Linked DNA regions of Mus musculus: regions 1 and 3 are each linked to region 2. The links are chromatin contacts, called in public Hi-C and promoter capture Hi-C maps. All regions are on one chromosome and are shown on one strand. Each heading gives the region's core, a stretch centred on a gene start, on an enhancer-like site or on the middle of the called end of the contact. The rest is flanking DNA. Distances are from core to core; before and after follow the strand shown.

Region 1 (3,239 bases), core at 142-2,641, 500 kb after region 2:
CAGGGCACAGAGGTCTGAACTGAGAGGAAGGGCTGACACTCGACAATGCCTGTTCTGGCTCTGAAGACAAATGCCACCTGGGTGTGAATTACGGACAGCTGCTAGGACCTGATCAGGCCCTAAGGGACTGCCAGCAAAGACTTCAACCTCAGTCTTGTGACCCAAGTCAATAGAATGCTCAGATTCCCATTCTTCCCAGCAGACTCCAAGAGCATCACAGCAGGGCTGGAGAGCCAATGAGTTAAGTGTTCGTGTGGACTGTGACCTTCACAGCGTGAGCGGATTCTTCACTGTTGTTTCAAGCCACTGAAGGCTGGACAATGTGTTAGAGTGCATAGGTAGATGTTGATGTCACAAGACCTAAATTCACAGCTAAGGTTTAGGACCCTGACAGGGGTTCCATTGGAATGGGTGGCCTGTGCATTCACGCAGAACCTGGTTCTGAGGTATCCTCACACTAGGCTTGTTCTTCACTATGGTGTCCATAATTTTGGGCAAAGACCCCCTACACTTTCATTTTGTACGGGACCTGCAAATGCAGTGGCCTGTACTGCTTGTAAGGAAGCATGTGTGCATACCTGCTGATCTGTGCTCAGCAGAAAGAGAAGGGTTTCCCACCAGATGGCCATTGTGATAAGGATTGCTCTTGGAGATATGTGATAGCATAGGGTCTAGAGGAGGGGAGCCAGTGGAACTGATGCCCCTGTCTTTGTGACTGGAAAGGCAGCCAAGAAAGTCAGAGGTGCCAAGCAGCAACAATAGCTGGTGCAAAGGCCCTGTGGTCAGGAGGTGCAAAAGCCCTGTGGCCAGGAGGTGCACAGACCAAATGGTGCTGAATGTTTATGATGCAGTGGTCACAGAGACAGAACTGTGGGTGACCTGCTGGTTGTAGAAGATGGGGAGCAAGCCAGGCAATGGAAAGGGGTCAGGGTGCAACCTTGGAATGCAGGGGAAGCTATGCAGGAGAGATTTCAATAGAACTCGCAGGTGTGGAAGAGTAAAGAGGTGTTTGCGTCACCAAGATGAGGGCTTTGTCCTAGGATCTAGGGTTCTTGCTTTGGGGTGATGGCTGAACCTAAGATGAAGGTTCAAAAGAAAGGACACGTTGACATCAGTGTCTCACACCTGCCCATCTGTGAGGAGTATTATCTCTTCAAAGGGGCTTTAATAACAGTGTGTTGTTCTGTGACTGACAATGCCTGGGGCAGGGTCCCTGGACTAAAGAAGATGTGAGTCTCTCTTGTCTTAGCCCTCGTCTGACTGATACACCCTTTGGTGGTCAGAAAAGCTATGCTTTTGAGAATTAACTTCCAATGTAAACCATCCTGGTACAGATGGTCTCCCCTCCCTTGTTGTTTCAAGATTAATGAGATCAGATTGGGGGTGGGGCAGCTGTAGGTTGACAGCTTCCAGATGTGGGGTCAGAGCCTGTTGGATTCCAGAGCCAGCCAAACAATGATCCATCTAGAGACTTTCTTAATGGCATCAAGTCGAGTGGCAAATGGACAGGCCAGCGGCCCAGCACATCTGATGGATGATATATTCTGAAGCAGAGAGACCCCCGAATAGAGTCTGAGCCCCCTCTGCTACTATCCCGTGTGTTGTGGAATGTGGTCCTCCAAGCACAACGGCCCATCAGATGGACTATGGCTGCTGGGCTCCATGATTGATCGGATTTGTTGACTGTTGATATTTCCTGGGGGGCGGGGGGAGGGGTTGAGGTCATTGGATCCTCACCTGAGTCTGCAGCCACGCTTCTTAGTCTTTTGTACAAAATGTTGTCCTAATTGCCCATGGCCTGGGTGTCTCGGGAGATGCTAGGGTACATAGTCTGGAGAGGGTCAGAGGAAGAAAGCTGCCCTCCTTGCTGGATGAAGACTGGGAGGTGTGCCTGCTTTAGCATCCCCCACGCTCCTGCAGGCAACTTCTCTCTCACACAAACACTACAGACACATAGTTTCCCCAAGACAAACTTTATGGAACAAACACTGCCTTGTGATTGGGTGGAATAGACATTATTTATGTCTGCAGGGTTCTGGAAATCCCAAAGAAATGGTGTGGGGCAGAGTTTCCAATACTTAGGCAACATTAGGGCCAGAGAGGCAAGTGACTTAGGCAAGTGATAGGTTTGCTGACCTCCAGATTCTACTTCAGCATCCTGATGGCCTTCAGGATTTAAAAAACAAAACAAAACAAAACAAAACAACAACAAAAAACAGCTATTTGATGAGCCACTGAGGTTGAAACACAAATTCAAATCAGGATATTTGATGACACAAACCATGACAGCAGCTCATTGCCTGAATGTGAAGCCTTATGGAAGCCCATGTCTGGTCCTGCCACATGCAAGAAGAGATGGCAAGAGTGTTGTCATCTCTTGGGAGAGCTGATGGGTGCTGAATCCCCCTTCTTCAGTTCCTCCACAGGAGGGTTAGGATCTCTTGCAATTTATCCCCAGAGCCTGGCTGTCTGGGGGTTTCCAGAGTCATCCCTCACACCTGTGTGTGGGTGTGTCACCACTGGTGTCTTTCTCTCATTGTCCTACCATACTTCCTGTCTTGAGTCATGTTTCTGGTCCTCTGGATGCTGCCTCTACAAGGCACTCTTCCCTTGCTTCGGTCCTAGCCCACTCAGCTCCCCGAGCCTATGACACCCTTCCCTTTCCTCGGGCCTCACACACCCAGGCAGATCTGGCCTGAATGAGGTCAGTGCTCTGAGAAGGAGATCACCACGAGGCCCCAGGAGGAAAACAACTTCTCTTAGAATCCTTGTGGACAGAATGTCTGCGCACACTGCTGAGATCATGTGGACTGTGTGTCTTCTCCCTGCCCATTTACTTATTCAATCACTGCATGCCACCATTTCCAAGTGTTTGCTTCTATTTGGGAGAAAATCCAGCAGTACTTTTTGCCTTTTCTGGCTGTATATTGGCTTTCTCGGGTGCCCAAACACCTGGAAAGAAGCAACTTAAGAGGTACAGGTTGTCTAAGGTTCACAGTGTGAGAGGGAGCTGTCCATCAGAGCGGTGAAGGTGTGGCGGTGTTAACAGTGGCATTGCATGGGCCCGATACCCTTTACATCTTGAAGACAAGGAAACGAGAGTAAGGAGAACATCTGTGCTTAACTTGCATTCTGATAACTCTCATTTTATTCAATTTAGGACCCCAGCTCACTGGATGATGGTTCCCACTTTCAAGGTAGGTTTTCCTTCTCCAAGTAAACCTCTCAGGAAAAGCTCC
Region 2 (3,182 bases), core at 645-3,144:
ATCTTGAAGTATTCAAGCTTACCTGAGGTTCTGCCATGGCCAAAGAGGTACCAAATTTCATGAGTTCCTTTAAGAGGAAGCCAGAAACTTCCCATGTCTCCCAGGTCTATGTGTATGAAGTACTCACAAGGGGTTTTAGGCCAGGAACATCTGGAGAAAGTGGGGCACAGAGTAGAAACTCAATTTATTTGGCAGACAAATCTAAAACCAATGTAGCGAAAGCTCACCCCCAGACTCAAGGTGCCCAGAAGTAAAACACTTTCACCCGGGGGAGTCCTTGAGGTAGCTCCCAGCGGGAGGAAGGAAGGAAGAGCCTGATTGCCTTAAGTAGAAAAGGGAGCCCATCTCATTTGCACCCCAAGTTCACAGCAGGAGGGAGGAAACAAAAGGTCCTGGGGCATTTTACCTGTTTGTTCTTTTCCTGTTCTCTCTCTCTTCTTGTTTTATTTTTCTTTTCATTTTCAGATTTTTTTCTTTTAAAGTAGGATCTTTTTCTAGGGAGAACCTTTCTGAGCCAGAATTTATAAAATACATATATACTTTAAAGGAAAGAAGGGAGCCCACTGTTTAGGGCTGGGAAGTAGGAAAATCGAAACAAAGGAGGGCTGTTCAGAACTGGCTGGCAGATGGCGCTCCGAGTTTACAATTGAGAGCCTGGTGTTAGAAAATTCAAGCCTGCGCCTGCTTCAGGCAGCCCCCTCCCTTTATCTTCCTTCCCAGGGACGTAGCTCCGCCCCAGGCCTAAGAATGTGTTGTTTTGGGTTTTTTTTGTTGTTGTTGTTGCTTTTTGTTTAAGGTTTCAGGACAGCAATTGATATCTGGTGACAAGTATCCCCACTTTGTAGACCTTAGGAGGTCAGAAAGATAAAATACAGTGGGGTGCAAACCTGGAAGCCCCTTCTCTCCCCCCCGCTTTGGCTTTCTGTGTAACAGTGCTAAGCTCTCCTTCTGCCAGGAACAGTTCTGAGACCCTAAACATCCTTCTGTCTTTTGGGGAAAAGGTTGGGGGTGGGGTTCTTTCCCAGTTTAGAATCTTTTAATTCTGTTAGGAGAACTTTTAAATAGAAGGTGTTGGTTAGCATCTCTGCTCCCCCCAGGTATAACACACACACACACACACACACTCTCTCTCTCTCTCTCTCTCTCTCTCTCTCTCTCTCACACACACACACACACACACCTTTGTCCTTACCAAAATGGCAGGTGGTGTAGGAAAAACATCTTAGGCCATCTTTTGTCCTTTAACAAATGACTATTTCTGGGTCCCCTGCCTGGAGCTATCTTGTGTAGCAGCAGAGGTCACAAAGTTCATCCCTTTTCACCCAGCCAAGGGCTGGAAAAGAAATGCATACATAAGGACTAGGTCCCAAAGACAGTGCTTTGTACTTGCCCTGATCCCACTGCCCTGCCTCCTCCACAGCTACTGAGGAAGGTACATGGGCCTTCCTAGAAGGGGCTGCAGACTCTGCTGGGAACTTACCCTCGGCCACTAAGGCCAGCCTTAGTACTTCATTCTCCATAGCTTCTTCTATTTCTCTTCTAAAATGTAACAATCAGAGAAATAAGATACAAAATATTAGTTCAGGCTAACATTTCTGTACTCTGCTAGTCAATTCTTTTCAAACTTTGTTACAACTTTCCTTCTCTCTTGCCCGCTTTTGTTTATCTTTTGTTTTCTTTTCCTGAAGGTTTAAAAGGGTGTTTTTTTCCATTTCTTTTCTTTCTTTCCTTCTTTCTTTTCTTTTTCTTTTTCTTTCTTTCTTTTTTGATTCTTTACCCCCACTTTCAGGGCTTCTGATATGTGAACTTCAAGGCTGTCCCCAGGTGTTAGTGATATGGGTATAGGTAAGCAGCCTGTTCTAGTACCGATGGGCCTACCCACCAGAGGTCAGCAAAGAGCTCAGAATAGCTGGGTCTGCTTGCAAATGTGGGAACTGGTAGAATTCTCTAGATCAAATGTAGACAACCTAAACAGAAAACCGCCCCATATTTCAAAGGTGGGGGTGGGTGGGGAGGAGGGATCATCCTGTCTTGGGTCCCTGGGCACTTAGTTTGAACACACTGGAGGGGATGAAGTTTTGATCTGCTGTGATTTGATGGCGTTCTTTCTCAGACCAACTCCAAGCACACAAATCCTTGCCTTAACAGGTACCTCACCCTCCTAGAGCCCCTAATCCCGTCTGGGGACACAATGCCCACTTTCACTTCCCACAGGACTGAAAACTTTCCCATGCCTCAGAGTTGGCCTGGCCCTTTTTCTTTTAGGAGTAATGTTATTGTTAAAATGAAGTCATAAGATTATAACCCCGCCCCTAGCCCTGACCCCCAGCCCCAAACCTCACTCCAGCCCCTGCCCTGTTGTGAGTGTCCTTATCTCTGGCTCCTCACCCAGATGTGTAGCTAAGAAGTATTTATTAACCATGGGTCCCAGGGTTCTTTATTTGGCTTCCCCCACCCCAGGCGTATGTACAGAGGCCAGTTCCCTCCTTCTGCCATCTCTTCACAGATCCTTGACTTAGTTTAACCTTCTCACTCTGGTAGGAAACAGGGGAAAGGAGTCTGGATTCCTCTCCCCCCCTTGCTTCCTTTTTTTCTGAGCTTTTGAAGTCTATGGGGCCTTAAGAACTACTTGTCAGTAAGATCACTTCCCTTAGCTAGTTCTTTATTGTTGGGTGGTGGGAGGGAAAGGGGAGAGAGGGGTACAAAGGGCATGAGAAAAAGAAGCCCCAGAATGATGTATGAGAAGAAGAGTCAAGCCAAGGGAGAGGAGAGAGAGCAGAAGTAAAGACTTTGCCATGTCAGTGCTCTAGTCCAGATGAAGTCCCTGCCCTAGGGAAACTTCAAGTCTTGGAGAACATCAGGGTTTCGAGTAGTGATCGCTGCCCAAGCAGAGATGGACGGCTATCAGTGAACAGGAATTGAGCACATCGAGGCTTGGCTGGGCTTAATTAAACAAGGAGGAAGAAAAGAGAAGGCTCAGAGGGTGACTAGATTTCAAGACCCACTTGGGAAAGCAGCAACCAGGAGGCTGGTGGTGGATCCAGGATGTCACCATGGCCCTGTGGGGTCTGGCCACTGGCTTCTCTGTCCCAACAGGCCCCATTTGCTTTCTTCAGAGTTTCTTACCTGAATCCAAATGATTTTGTTTAATTGTCACGTTAGGCTCTCCCCCCCCCCCCCCT
Region 3 (3,187 bases), core at 217-2,716, 450 kb after region 2:
AGGCAGGCGGATTTCTGAGTTCGAGGCTAGCCTGGTCTACAAAGTGAGTTCCTGGACAGCCAGGGCTATACAGAGGAAACCCTGTCTCGAAAAACCAAAAAAAAAAAAAAAAAAAAAAAAAAAAGACCAGAGTTCTGCCTCCCCTGAGGGCCACCTGCCTCCTCTCTGCCCTCTGTACAGTGTCTTTTACTCTTAACCCTGATTCTCCACCTTTAACCTTCCTTATCTCAGCTGGAGTGAAGACCCAGGGCACACGTCCATCCAGGCAGTGTTTGCTTTGGCCACACCCACAGAGACCAGTGAAGACAACTGGGCTGTCAGTGCCCTCGACGATGGCAGATGGGTATTTTAATGGCAAGGAAAGAGAGAATAATAGATACTTCTCTTGACCTGGTGAAATCCAAGATGATTGTTAGGAGGTGGCACCTTGGAGGTGTCAGGTGGTAATAGCTAACCGGAGCACCGTGGCCTTCTACCACAATCCACCATTAAAGAAGAGCCATCCATGAGCCATGATAGACACCGGACATACTTGGACGTCCAAGACCTCAGAACTGGGAGCAGTATCTTTCTGTGTATGAGCCTTCAGTCTAAAGTGTCTTGCGACACACAGCAGTTCAAACCAACTGGCCTTTAGCTGGACTCCTTGGAGGCAGGGGCATTAGTCTCTTTCTACTTACCATCTGCTTTCTCATTTGCTGTGAGGCCTCAGTTTCCCTTCACATAGGATTCCCCATGGGACCACTTTGCCTGACTGGTTGGGGCTTCTTCTAATGACAAGTGTACCCCTTTCATGGCTTGCCTCATGAGAGCCACCTGGGCCACCTCTTTGGATTCTACTTTTTAGAATGCCAATCATTAGAAATATTGGCAGGGGGAGGAATGGCTTTGAAACCCACATTTTATGACAATAGTCAAAGGTTTGTAGACTCATTAAACTACCGCAGTGCCCTGAAAAGCAACACTTGTATGACTTTTGGAGAGAGGCCCCTCACTAAAGGGGCCAGTGAGGAAATAGGGCTCCCCCGAAACCGCTAACTCACGTTGAGTGGAATCTTTGTGACTTTGCTCTGGTCCTACAGCCCCACCTGTCACTTAGATCTTCCAGAGTCAGGGAGCTGGCTCGGGCACCCATGAATCAGAAGAGTAAAGTACACCCAGGGCCGTGGCACAAGGGCCCTCGGCAAGGGTAAGACCATTGGTGAATAGAACTTTTCCTTTAGACTGACTTCAAAGGAACAAGAAGCCAGCAGCCCTTCTGTGCAGCCCTTTCATGGTCTTGGTGCTCTTGGGGTGGGGGTGAGGTTGCTTTGGGCTGGGCAGGGGGTTTCAAGTGTGAGTCTATGTGTAAGTGAGCAGTGTGAGCACCGGCAGAGTGTGGCCTTCAAGCAGCTGTTCGGGCCTTCACCCTACCCCATCCACCCACGGGGAGCGCGGCGTCCCCGCCTCTCTCTACCCCTGGGTAAGCCTGGGGCGAATGCGCCTCTGGTCAGCTCCCCCCCTGCGCTTGCAAAGCGACCCCCGTGAGCCCCGGGTTCAAAGGCCCAGCGCGGCAGTTCCAGCCCCTCGGAGGGGCGGGGAGGCGAAGGGGGTGGTGCGGGAGCCAGAAAAGCCTGAGCCACAGCCGGCCAGCCCTGCGCAGGGATGGGCAGCGCGCTCTGAAAGTTCGTGACCGCCTCAGCCAAGTAACTCTGAGCCGGGACGCGCAGCTCAGGCAGCGACAGGACTCGAAAGCTGTAGCCAGTCTCACTACCCTTTTGCGGTCACAAGCGGCCACCCTCCAGGCCCGGTGCTCCCGCGCCTGATCGGGGTTCATGGAGCCGGGGCTGTGGCTCCTTCTCGGGCTCACAGTGACCTCCGCTGCAGGTAAGCGGGAGGGGCGGGGCGGCGCTCCTCTCCACGCGGGAGTGCACACAAAAGGAAGCCAGGCGCGGGTCTGTGTTGCGGGGAAGCTGATAAGTCTGGCTTTACACCCTGAAGTCTCCCAGGGGCGGGTAGAAGGGCCTGAAGACATAGCGATAACTTCCACTGGGTCTGGGGGTTTTCAGTTTGGGAGACTTTCTTTGGGCACTTTTCAGAGACTATACAAAAATTTTTTTGAGTTTTACCCAGTGAAGAACAAATAGCTTTCAGATTTCACAGGGACTGCAATAACTCTCAAGTTTTTACTGAATGTGCACGGAGCTTTGTAAACTTTTTAAGGCATTTGGCTTAGTTTGGAGACTTGGGGAAAATGCAACCAGCCTCCTCCAGACATTGCAGAAGTTTGGTTGAGTCTCATTCTGGTTTGGGGGGCGGGGTAGTGGGTGCCAAGAACTCTGTGTCAGCAGCTTAGGAGCCCTTCAATCCTCCTCCTGCAGGACTTGTGCCTTGCCCCCAGTCTGGGGACTCTGGCAGAGCCAGTGTGTCCCAGGGTCCCCCTGAAGCTGGATCAGAGAGGGGCTGTGAAGAGACTGTGGCTGGCCCTGGTGAGAGGATTGTGTCCCCAACAGTTGCACTGCCTGCACAGCCTGAAAGCGCTGGGCAGGAACGGGCACCAGGCAGGTCTGGGAAACAAGAGGACAAGGGGCTGCCTGCACACCACCGCCCTCGCCGCTGCACGTGCTTCACTTACAAGGACAAGGAGTGTGTCTACTATTGCCACCTGGACATCATCTGGATTAACACTCCTGAGTGAGTTGGCCTAGGGGTTTGGGGGAGGAGTGTGGCTCTGTGCCAGGCCTAAGGCTTCAGGGGTTTTTGCTCAGACCTCAGCCCACCTCATTCAGATCCCTGAATCTACCACAGTGCAGCATTCAGCTCCTGCAGTGGCTCCAGGCAGCATGACTCCTATCACAGGCCAGGGGCAACCCACCTCCCCTCTGAGAACCTAGTTACAAAGAAACTCAGTGCTGGATTTGAGATGTGGTGGGGTGGGACTTTAGATGCTCACAGAGTTCTATGCTCCTACCCCAGAGGCTCGTTGGGCTGAGCCTTCCTCCTAACTCTTTGGAATCCCTTAAGAGCAGCTTTGGGGTGGGGGCAAAGTAGGAAGGTAGGCTTGGCAGACCCAAATGATATACATCCCTTGAAATGGCTTCTTCCGTTTCTGCCCATCTTGGATGCCAAGCCAGAGTGACACATGTGGCTCACATGGCTGCCATTCCCCAGGGCTAACCCCAATGTCCACAGCCATGGCCACAGAGGG

Evidence for each region. Promoter capture Hi-C pulls out the DNA fragments that hold promoters and counts their contacts. A called contact is a pair of places that touch in the nucleus more often than the background predicts.
Region 1: a Hi-C map of the N1E-115 cell line shows a contact between it and region 2, with 4 times the contacts expected there. The contact joins two enhancer-like sites. A contact is called at or near these places in 4 of 39 promoter capture datasets (cranial neural crest, liver, maxillary cranial neural crest and 1 more), 2 of 484 Hi-C or Micro-C datasets (the HPC-7 cell line and the N1E-115 cell line) and 7 of 115 datasets of contacts at active chromatin or transcription factors (craniofacial prominence, embryonic basal ganglia, embryonic hindbrain and 4 more).
Region 3: a promoter capture Hi-C map of neural stem cells shows a contact between it and region 2. The contact joins the promoter of Edn3 here to the enhancer-like site in region 2. A contact is called at or near these places in 16 of 39 promoter capture datasets (the 3T3-L1 cell line, the HPC-7 cell line, cranial neural crest and 10 more), 9 of 484 Hi-C or Micro-C datasets (the HPC-7 cell line, LSK cells, bone marrow-derived macrophages and 5 more), 12 of 115 datasets of contacts at active chromatin or transcription factors (T-cell acute lymphoblastic leukemia, craniofacial prominence, embryonic basal ganglia and 8 more) and 2 of 9 other capture datasets (embryonic stem cells and macrophages).

The regions. Positions count from the first base shown.
Region 1 is chr2:174,808,105-174,811,343 of GRCm38.p6, forward strand. No RefSeq gene overlaps it. Among named protein-coding and RNA genes, the nearest start is that of Gm14616, 46 kb to the right of the region's middle. Within about 2 kb of position 1,392, at least 18 of the 459 cell types and tissues checked have an H3K27ac peak or open chromatin away from gene starts, as enhancers often do. A contact at or near this core is called in the HPC-7 cell line and the N1E-115 cell line, where this site is marked.
Region 2 is chr2:174,310,432-174,313,613 of GRCm38.p6, forward strand. All of the region lies in intron 1 of Gnas (GNAS (guanine nucleotide binding protein, alpha stimulating) complex locus), which reads left to right. Among named protein-coding and RNA genes, the nearest start is that of Gnas, 14 kb to the left of the region's middle. Within about 2 kb of position 1,895, at least 36 of the 459 cell types and tissues checked have an H3K27ac peak or open chromatin away from gene starts, as enhancers often do. A contact at or near this core is called in the HPC-7 cell line, the N1E-115 cell line, embryonic stem cells and 2 more, where this site is marked.
Region 3 is chr2:174,759,153-174,762,339 of GRCm38.p6, forward strand. Edn3 (endothelin 3) reads left to right here and starts at 1,467. Exons shown (of 5, transcript NM_007903.5): 1 at 1,467-1,866; 2 at 2,361-2,673. The coding sequence starts at 1,815.